Regions from separate parts of the Bos taurus genome. Here region 1 is linked to region 2. A link is a contact called in public Hi-C data. All regions are on one chromosome and are shown on one strand. Each heading gives the region's core, a stretch centred on a gene start, on an enhancer-like site or on the middle of the called end of the contact. The rest is flanking DNA. Distances are from core to core; before and after follow the strand shown.

Evidence for each region. Hi-C and Micro-C count contacts between places; a contact is called where the count stands out from the background.
Region 1: a contact with region 2 is called in a Hi-C map of blood, with 3 times the contacts expected there. The contact joins the promoter of LOC100139670 here to the enhancer-like site in region 2. A contact is called at or near these places in 7 of 11 Hi-C or Micro-C datasets (blastocyst, blood, liver and 3 more).

The regions. Positions count from the first base shown.
Region 1 is chr26:11,066,059-11,071,138 of ARS-UCD2.0, forward strand. LOC100139670 (interferon-induced protein with tetratricopeptide repeats 1) reads left to right here and starts at 2,272. Exons shown (of 3, transcript XM_059881981.1): 1 at 2,272-2,370; 2 at 3,281-3,446. The coding sequence starts at 3,442. It also overlaps a transcript of LIPA not described here.
Region 2 is chr26:11,008,485-11,013,806 of ARS-UCD2.0, forward strand. LOC112444523 (a long non-coding RNA gene) reads left to right here. Exons shown (of 2, transcript XR_003032885.2): 2 at 1-750. It also overlaps a transcript of LIPA not described here. Among named protein-coding and RNA genes, the nearest start is that of LIPA, 16 kb to the left of the region's middle. Within about 2 kb of position 2,922, at least 1 of the 102 cell types and tissues checked has an H3K27ac peak or open chromatin away from gene starts, as enhancers often do. A contact at or near this core is called in blood, where this site is marked.

The sequences.
Region 1 (5,080 bases), core at 1,022-3,521, 57 kb after region 2:
TTTCCCTCTAGTAGAGGTCAAAACATTCAGAATCCCATTCTTCTTCCATGCCATCCTGTGAATCAGGAGGAAACTGAGGACTTCATTGCCCGCCGTGCAGGTGGGGAAACAAGTCACAGTCACGAACAGACTGAAGCTGGGCCTCACAGAAAGGGAAGGAGGCTCAGGGACTGAGTCCCACATCGCTCAGTCAGAGAATTTCCGTCATACAATAGACAACAGTACCTTGTTCTAGCCCAGGCATACATCAAAATCACCTGGGCATTTCCTTTTACTACTGAGATGGGGAGAGGGGCATTCCCAGGGATGTCTTCAATTGGGCCCAGGTGAGGCTGAATTAGCATTATTCTGAAGTCTCCCTAGATGATTCTCGTGTGCTATGATGATTGAAATTCAATAATCTATTCCCAATCACTTCTGCATCAGTTGAGGAAACTGAGGCTCATAGAGCTGAAGTAGTTTATCACAGCTGGCCAGTCACTCAGGGAGCCATCTAATCCTACTATACTCCTGGGAATGGACTTATAGCATAGCGCTGAAATTCCATTTCTGTAAGTCTCATTTTCTCCAGTTCTTGTTTTCTTTTCCTAGCTGTAAGTGTACTCTTGGACACACACATACACAGACTTTTTGGGGGGCTGTTTTCTTCTCTACTGCTTTGTCTTGTGTTGTTCAAAGATCTATTTACTCCACAGAGACACGAGGCAAGATTCCGAATATCTAATCAGTCCAAGCCACAGTCCCATAGACCCAGGACTGCTGCCAAATTCATGGCAATGGTGCGATAAACGTTTTGTGTGCGTCTCTGCGTTCTATCTAGTGCCCTGGAAAATTACAAACCCAACTGTTTTTCTTCACACGAATTCCAAAGACATCTCACTCCCCTGCAAAGAGAGGTTGGCTCTCTAATTAATTTATCTTGGCATCTGCTTATTGCCTGAACATTTATTAGAATACAGTTTATTCAGAAATTTTTATTTGTGTAGAACTTTCTAACCAGTTCAGGATGACATGGCAGATGAGCTGGGTGGGAGGGATTAAGCAGGAAGGGTTTAGATTTGGCAGTGTGTTTAAGTGTTTCTAAGAGGAACACATTCTTACAGTTCCTCCTTTTCTGATTCTTTTTTAAAAGAAAGAATATAGGTGTTGTGTGTGTTTTTTTTTAAGAAAGCACTATTTAAACTTGATGACAGAAAATACCACTACTACTACTACTATTATTACCACCATCATCAATAGTCACCTTTTATTTGCAAGCTTTTATGTGCCAAGTAGTTGCTAAGTACTGGATTGGCCAAAAATTCATTCGGGTTTTTCCATCATATCAGCACTTACTCTTCTCAACCTCTTACCACAAGCACCATGACTCTGTAAGATTACACAGGCCAGGCTGAGGCAGGCCAAAGTGGATGCCATGGGCACCAAGAGGATAACAGTCTTACACAGATATGATAATCATGTCTAGTGAATACGAACACTTTAGATGGCTACAACAGAGGGCATTACAAATAAGGAAATATTTTCATTCAGGCCCAACATGTTTTATTTGAAGTCTCAAGATTCTAGCAGATTTTCTTGGTTCCCATGAACAAATAAGCAGTTTTAGGACTCTTTTTTTTAAATCACTGATCATTCTCCAGAAAGAAGGGTATGCAAAAGCACAAAATAATTAGTAAGACTGATCTCTCAGAGAAGAGGAACAAATTTGAGTTAAGGCTCCAGTTTACTGACTTGCAGAATTTTATACCATATAAAGAACAATGTCTGTTTCCAGATGAGCAAACAAAGGCACAGATTGAGGGCATGACTTTGGCCAGTTCACAGAGCCAATTTTCACAGGACTCCCTGGCTCTAGGTTCAGTGGACTCTACATTACTGGCATCTCTTAGTTCCTGGGTTTCTAAAAGGCCTTACAAAGTCTGAGAGGAATTTGTTGTCATTCAGTCGCTCAGTCATGTCTGACTCTTTGGGACCCCATCAACTATAGCCCCCCAGGCTTCCCTGTCCTTCACCATCTGCAGGAGCTTGCTAATTCCCGAAGAGAGGAATCAGTACATCAAAAAGCTGCTTTCCACCAGCCTTTTCTCAATCCATTTTCAAAACAACAAAGGAAGCATTAGCTGTTTAAGTTTCATTTTCTGCAATTCTGCCTACTTTAATTTCACTTTCTACTTTCAGTTTCCAACTTATCGTTGCAAAAACACACCCACAAGTTACATCATTAGCTGTGGTTCATCTCCCATATATAGCCCTGACCTGGGGCATAAATTTATCTGAAAATCCGTAAGACGGACAGAACAGACCTCAGAGAAGACCATCCAGCTAGACAAAGCATTGCAGAACTGCTGCCTAATTCACAGCAACCATGAGGTAAGCCTTTCTCTGTTTCTCTGCCTTTCTGTATAAAGCTTCTGGAAAAAATTTTAACCATACTATATCAACAGACTTAGTCTCGGTGATGCCATTTCCTTATTTTTCTATTTGACCAACTGTTTCGGACTGAACGTATACGTGAGTGCACTCACACACATGCACATTCATACATGCCCATAAACTGTTTTATCAGTTCATTTTCCTTCTTTGTCAGCATCTTCCTGAGGAATTTGCTGAAACCCAAAGAAAGGGAGGGAAACAGAAAGGGTGGAAGGGAGAGAACAATCCCAGTCTCTGAAACAATTTTCCACCAATCTCCCTTCTGTCTGAGCTAGGGGGGGAATGGACAGTTAATCTGGATACAGATGTTGCTTTCTGGCTCCTCGACAGGAGGAAAAAAGTAGAGTGCACACAGCTGTGTGAGCCACAGCAGTGGCGTCTCTCAGCTATCTTGAGAGAAATATTGTGGTGGATGAGGAAGAGATGCTCACTGCTTAGAGAACAAGACCTTTCTCTGCTGGCATCTGGTCTCACTATCTGCACTGCTGGGCTCCTATGTCAGGCTTTGTCAATCTGACTGGATCTAAGATTCGCAGGTTAACTGTCCTCTGGGGCAGCCAGGTGGCCTGCGATCCTTGACAGCCTCCTGTTCACAGGGCTCGGCTAGAGTTCTGTGCTTGGGAACTCCCACATCTTCCTTAGCTAAAGGGCCTAAAGTAAACTGTATTATCTAAACTGAATCTTGATTCAAAGAACCTTGGATCTTATCAGATCAAAAAAACATTAATATTGGCCTGCAAATTTGCCCTCAGTGTTCCAGTGTACAAAACTTTGAAGGGGCAACAGTTTCAGAAAATGCATAATTACAGACCTATTGTCAACCCTTCTCCCCTCCTTTGGTTCACAGACAAATAAGAGTGGATTATCACTGATAAGAAAATAATAACAACAGCAACAAAAATCATCATCATAATAATAGAAAAGTAGATATCATGTCCTGGATGCTTATCAAGTGCCAGCCTGGCTTCCAAAGTATTATGTAAATTATTACATTTACAAAAGAAACTTATGAGGCAAGTACTCGTATTATACTTTTTTTTGCCAATAACGAATTTTAAATTAAAAAGTTAAGACTACACAGATAATAAGTGATAGAGCTAGACATGAACCAGAGTCTCTATTCAATGATACCTTATTTAATCTTTAAACTGATGTTTCTTAAAAGGTACCAACGGAGGTTCATGAGATCATTTCAGATGGCATAGTAATTAGCTTTTATATTTTAAAGGAAGATCCCCTAGAGGAGGGTATGGCAACCCACTCCAGTATTTTTGCCTGGAGAATCCCACGGACAGAGGAGCCTGGTGGGCTATAGTCCATGGGGTTGCAAAGAGTCAGACACAACTGAAGCAACTTAGCATGCATGCATGCATATTTACATAATTTGCAGAATTTTTACTCAGGCTAGTAACATGAATTTTTATAGTGATAAAATACATGTATGATAAAATTTACCATTTTAACTGTTTTCAGTTCAGTTGAGTTCAGTCATTCAGTTGTGTCCGACTCTTTGTGACCCCAAGGACTGCAGCATGCCAGGCTTCCCTGTCCATCACCAACTCCTGCAGCTTGTTCAAACTCTCGGCCATCAAGTCGGTGAGCCATCCAACCATCTCATCCTCTGTAAACTCCTTCTCCTCCTGCCTTCAATCTTTCCCAGCATCAGGGTCTTTTCCAATGAGTCAGTTCTCTGCATCAGGTGGCCAAAGTATTGGAGTTTCAGCTTCAGCATCAGTCCTTCCAATGAATATTCAGGACTGATTTCCTTTACAAATGACTGGTTTGATCTCCTTGCAGTCCAAGGGACTCTAAAGAGTCTTCTCCAACACCACAGTTCAAAAGCATCAATTCTTTGGCGCTCAGCTTTCTTTATAGTCCAACTCTCACATCCATACGTGACTATTGGAAAAACCATAGCTTTAACTATTTTAAGTATACAATTTTGCAGTATTTAGTACAACAATGTAGTGCAACCATCACCACTATCTACTTTAAGAAAATTTCGTCACTCTGAGAAGTCACTCACCTCTCATCCTTCACTCCAGGACCTGGTAACCATTAATCTGCTTTCTGTCTCTATAGATTTGTCTATTGTGGATATTTCATATATATGGAAGCATACAACACACGGCCTTTTGTGACTGACTTATTTAACTTAATGCCTTCAAGGTTCATCCATACTGAAGCATGTGTCAGAATGTACTTCCATTTTAAAGCTGAATAATATTCCATTGTATGCACTGACTACATTTTGCTTATCCATTCACCCACTGGAGAACACTTGGGTTTCTCCCACTGTGAATAATGCTGCTATGAATATAAGTATACAAATATCTATTCAAGTCTTTGCTTTATTTTGGGTATCTACCAGAAGTGGAACTAATGAAGTATATGATAATTCTATATTTAATTTTTTGAGGAATCATCATTTTCCACAGCAGCTGCCCCATTTTACATTCTCCCTAGCAATGCACAAGGGTTCTAATTTCTCCACATCCTTGACAACATTTGGTATTTTCTGTGTTTTTGATAAATACCCATCCTAATGGATGTGTAGAGGTATTTTATTATGGTTTTGATTCACATTTCGTTAATGACTGGTGATGTTGAACATCTTTTCATGTACTTACTGGCCATCTGTATATTT
Region 2 (5,322 bases), core at 1,672-4,171:
ACTCTACGTCTCCACACATCTTTAGGAGTGTTTGGGGAGAAAGAACACACACTGAAATTAGAAAGGAAGAGAGGGGCATCCCTGGTGAGCCAGTCTTTAATAATCCACCTTCCAATGCAGGGGATGCTGATTCGATCCCTGATCAGGGAACTAAGATCCCACATTCCACAGGGCAACTAAGCCTGCATCCACAACTAAGACCTGATGAAGCCAAATAAATTTAAAAAAGGAAAAAAGGAGAGAAGAAAACAGAAGGACAATGTCAGGTAGTGTGTATGTTCTGATGCAATCTTGGTTGTTTACTTTTGCTTTTAGTGCTCGTGCTTCTGGTGTCATTTCCAAAAAATCATTGTCAAGACAGATGTCAAGGAGCTTTTTCTACAAGGAATATTTTAAGAGACGCTGGAGGGGTCGAGGGCGCTGTCCGGTTTCCCCACTAGGGGGCGGGCTTGGTCACTAGTTGATTGCAGTGTTTTTCCCACTTGTGCACACACAAGCTCAGACTCCTTCCCAGCAAACCATTCTAGTCCTTTGCTACCAATTCATGGGAGTTGATGTTCAAGACGAAATGTTCTGCTCATCTTGACTTAGCCATAATATACATTCTATTGAAGCCAGTTCTCTTACAATGCCTCTGATGGATGATTCAAGACTTCCCACATTTGCCTCCAACTTTTCTAACTCTAAACAATGACATGCCATCAAATGGAATGCTTTCTGGTGCTCAATAAAGCCTTCACTGTTCTTGTATTACTGTGTAAGTCTTTGGAAGTCTCCAGAATTGCTCCCATCTCAATAACATTCCAGCATCCTTCAGCCAGCGTTTAAGAGCTGCTTCTGTAGCAAAGTCTTCTAACCATTTAGGCCTCACAGAATTTTATATGATCACTTCATTTAAATGGGAGAAGGCAATGGCAACCCACTCCAGTACTCTTGCCTGGAAAATCCCATGGACGGAGGAGCCTGGTAGGCTGCAGTCCATGGGGTCGCTAAGAGTCGGACACGACTGAGCGACTTCACTTTCACTTTTCACTTTCATGCATTGGAGAAGGAAATGGCAACCCACTCCAGTGTTCTTGCCTGGAGAATCCCAGGGACAGAGGAGCCTGGTAGGAGGCCATCTATGGGGTCACACAGAGTCGGACACGACTGAAGCGACACAGCAGCAGCAGCAGCAGTGTTTTGCCACAAGATTTCTTCCTTGGTTAATGCTTTTTTTTTCTTCCTATTTAAGAAATCATGTCTGCCCCAATTTACCTAAGTATCAATAAAAATGCTAAAAAATCAGAGCTGACAACTAATACATTTTTGACACCCAGGAAAGAGGTCTGCTAGGAAAAATATTGTAAAGGGGAGCATCGAGGACCCTGCTAAGGACAGGCTCAGGTCACAATTGTCAGGACTATATTGATCACTTGGTCGAAAGATTTAGCCAATGTATAGATGGAGATGGTATGTTTGGGATGTTCAATGACATTTTCCTGAGCTTTAGGTCATTTGTAGTAATAACAGAAATTCGAAGCAAAAGGAGGTAGACTGGATAACTGTTGCTGTGCTGTGCTCCAGTGTGTTTGACTCTTGGCAACCCCATGGACTATAGCCAGCCAGGCTTCTCTGTCCATGGAATTTCACAGGCAAGAATACTGGAGTCGGTTGCCATTTACTTTTCTGGGGATCTGCCCAACCCAGGAATCAAACCCATGTCCCATGCGTCTCCTGCACTGGCAGGAAGATTCTTTACCACTGAGCCACATTAGGTGCCATTTCCTCAAGATGCTCTGTGACTATGAAGAACATATTGGGCCACAGAGCAAGGACTAACTCCCAACAGCTAGTGGACTCAGTATAATCAGCTACTTGCTTATGTAAACAAGTTTTACTGGAACATATATTGTCTATGACTGCCTTTGCACCTTAACAACAGAGTTAAGGAGTTGAGGCAGAGACTGTATTGCCCACAATGCTGAAAATATTTACCATCTGGCCCTTTAAAAAAGTTAGAAATCTCTCCTAGAGAACATTATTATAGCTGTGAATCCCATTCCTGGGATCCTTGACACTCAGCATCTGGAAGAAACTGCTGATGGTGTGCTAGTAATCCCTGGACAAAATACAGGCACCCACTGAGGTATTTTTTGGCTATTTGAAATGTTTCAATGCTTTGCATGAGATATAATTTAAATAATAAGAATCTAAAATAGAGCAAGGATTATCCCTGGTCTTGCACTCTACTGTAAGAATATTTGCACATTTGTTGCTTTGAATTGTCTTTGTTAGAGACAAGAGAATGAAAACCCAAATGAAAATGAGAAACTTATATATGGCTGTAGACGTTGTCAGTCATTTGGGTATAATTAGAGAAGTAGACGTGACCTCGAGGGAAAGGACTATATTCATGGACACAGGATACATTCATGGTACCTGAGTCCAGACAGCCTTTAGTGTTGATCCTCTTAGAAGGGGGGATGTTCAAGTCTCTGCTCTGCTCAGTCCTCAAAAGCAGCTCACAAATTACAAAGAGAGACCTCTGCATTGAACAGCTAAGAAACCAGAGCAGGTCATTGTCTATACTATCTTGATTAGGATATAAAAGAATTAAAAAAAAATTATTTTGATTGATGTCTGCCCCTTAGCATCCTAGACCTTGTATTCATTGACTCATCCAACACTACCGTTTACGCTACTAAAATCTGGCAAGATGAATATTTCCCCTGATCCTTGGACCACGACAAGAGACTGTGGATAAGGGTGGGGACCAGGGCTCCCAGGAGGAACTGTCATTTCTGTGTCTGATGGAAGGTAAGTGACTTCGTTGAGGACAGACTTCCTTGGAGTTTTCTTCAGAACCCACACAGAGGCAGAATGATTGCATTTGTCAGTGCTGCTGCTGTCATCAGAAGAGGCATCTGGTGCTATGATTGCTTTTCATCATCCCGTTGCTCAACGCTGACCTTTCTTTCCCTATATTCTGTTCCACTTTTTTTTCTGAAGTTAAAAGAAACAAATGAGTTTCTTTTTCTTAGGTTTCTTTTCACCTTCTCAGCCGCAGATCTTTTCAAAGATCCGCAGATATTTGCAAACATTAGGTAAGCTGCCAGTTTCACATTTCTGTGGAAATCACTCACAGGACCCACTCCTCTCTACACAGCTTGCTTTCCAGGTGGCTGCAAAGTAGCAGATATTTCTGTCCCTTCCCCTCCATCCAGAGTTCTTCCTCCAGCTCCCTTAATTAAGGTTTTTAAAAATATTTATTTGACTGCATCAAATATTTAAATATTTATTTATTTATACTTACTTATTTAGTTGTGTCATATGGGATCTTTCTTTGTGGCGCATTGACTCTCTGGTTGCAGTGCCTAGGCTTAGTTGCCCCAGAGCATGCAGGATCTTAGTTCCCCGACCAGGGATCAAACCCACATCCTCCACGTTGTAGGGTGGATTCTTATTGTATGGACATTCTCTCACACTGGGTCCTGTGTCTCCTAAATTCTATTTCTTTATTCACTCCTAATTTTGATGGGACAATCCCTCTCAGCTTCCTGAAGAAGAGGGCACGGAAAGGAAATTTTATTTACATGTATAAAAGTATATTTTTCCTCATATTTAAATAATTACTTGGCTATGTTTAGAATTCTAAGTTAGAAACTATTTCTCCACAGTATTTCTGAAGGCATTTCTCCACTGTCTTCTAGCTTTTACCAGTTGTTGAGAGGTCCAATAGCATGTGGATACTTGTTACCAGTTGTTGAGAGGTCCAGTAGCATGTGGATACTTGCTTACATTAATCCTTTTTCCCCTAGAACCTGTAGAATTCTCCTTGTCACCAGTATGTTCTAAAAGTTTACAATCGTGTAGTTGGGAAGGATTTATTTTTATCCATTTGGAAACATACCGCTCAGCTCAGGGAAATTTTATTGGATTTTTCTTGACAATTTTTTCTTCCTTTCATTTTTCTTTGGCCTCCCTTCCTAGCACTCTTTGGTTAGATGATGGTCCTCATAGTCTGATTCTCTAATTTTAAAATTTTATATATGCTATTTTCCTTTTTTAGTCTGTTTTTCTATTTGAAAGAATTTTTTTCTGTTTTGTTCTAATCTTTCTTTTGAGTTTTTCCACTCAATTGTTGCTTTAATTTCCAAGAGTCCCTCCAAGTTCTTTAAATGTTCGACTTCTTTCATAGCATTTTATTTTATTTTATGGATGCAATGTCTTCTCCAATATCTGAATTTACTGATGGTAGTTTGTTGTTGCTGCCTTAACTCTTCTCCCTTCAAATCGCTTGTGTTTGGCCACTGTCCTCTATATTTGAGGCTTTCTTAAACTATCTGGGGATCCTTTGATTCTAATTCAGAATTAAGAGTGGAACACTAACTGGCCAGAAGCATGTGTGTGGGCTAGATGACTGGGTTTCCTTTTCAGGTGATCTCACTGTGCCATTTTACTGAGGTCATGCTGAGACCATGATCTTTAGGCTTTTTCCCTGGACTTCCCTGATTTCCTTCATCGGTCCAGTTCAGTCACTCAGTTGTGTCCGAGTCTTTGCCAGCCCATGGGCTGCAGCACACCAGGCTTCCCTGTCCATCACCAATTCCCGGAGCCTGCTCAAACTCATGTCCATCGAGTCGGTGATGCCATCCAACCATCTCATCCTCCACAACTGTCTTCTAATCTCTTGCCTGGAGGGAATAAGTCTGGGTGCAGTATCTGACTCAGGAAGAAGACACGGTCTCAAAATTTGATATACAAACATAAATTTAGCACTCCTGTTTTCAGTATAGTATCCCAGAGTTTCAACTGTGCCTGTAACCCCAATCCAGGCCCCTTCATTTTATCTTCTATCTAAAATAAACCTACCATCTTCTACATAAATTGGGGAGTGGGAGTTGCAAAGACTAGAGGGAGAGTCTTTAGGTATAGATTCTCCTTAAACTTTTCATCAGTCCTCCTAGTCTTAGCTTCAGTTCATCCCTACATACACATATACATTCGATTGATTGAAATGGCAATGTATTTGCTTTGTGATATTACGTAAGTAACTAGCTCTTTGAGTTTCACATCTGAAAATGGGAATACTGACCACCTACCTCCTGGGGCTGCTGTGAATATGTGTATGGCCTCATTTGATTAACATAACTTATTGTTACCCATAGAGATAACAATACTAATAAATAGCCTTTTCAGATGCTTTCTATGTGCCAGGCAATGTTACAGGCACTTTTTATGTATCTCATCACACCCTCACAAAAAAGATGAGAAATCTAAGCTCAGAAAGGCTAAACAACTTGCACAAGGTCACAAAAAGAATACTGTAACTTCATCTGC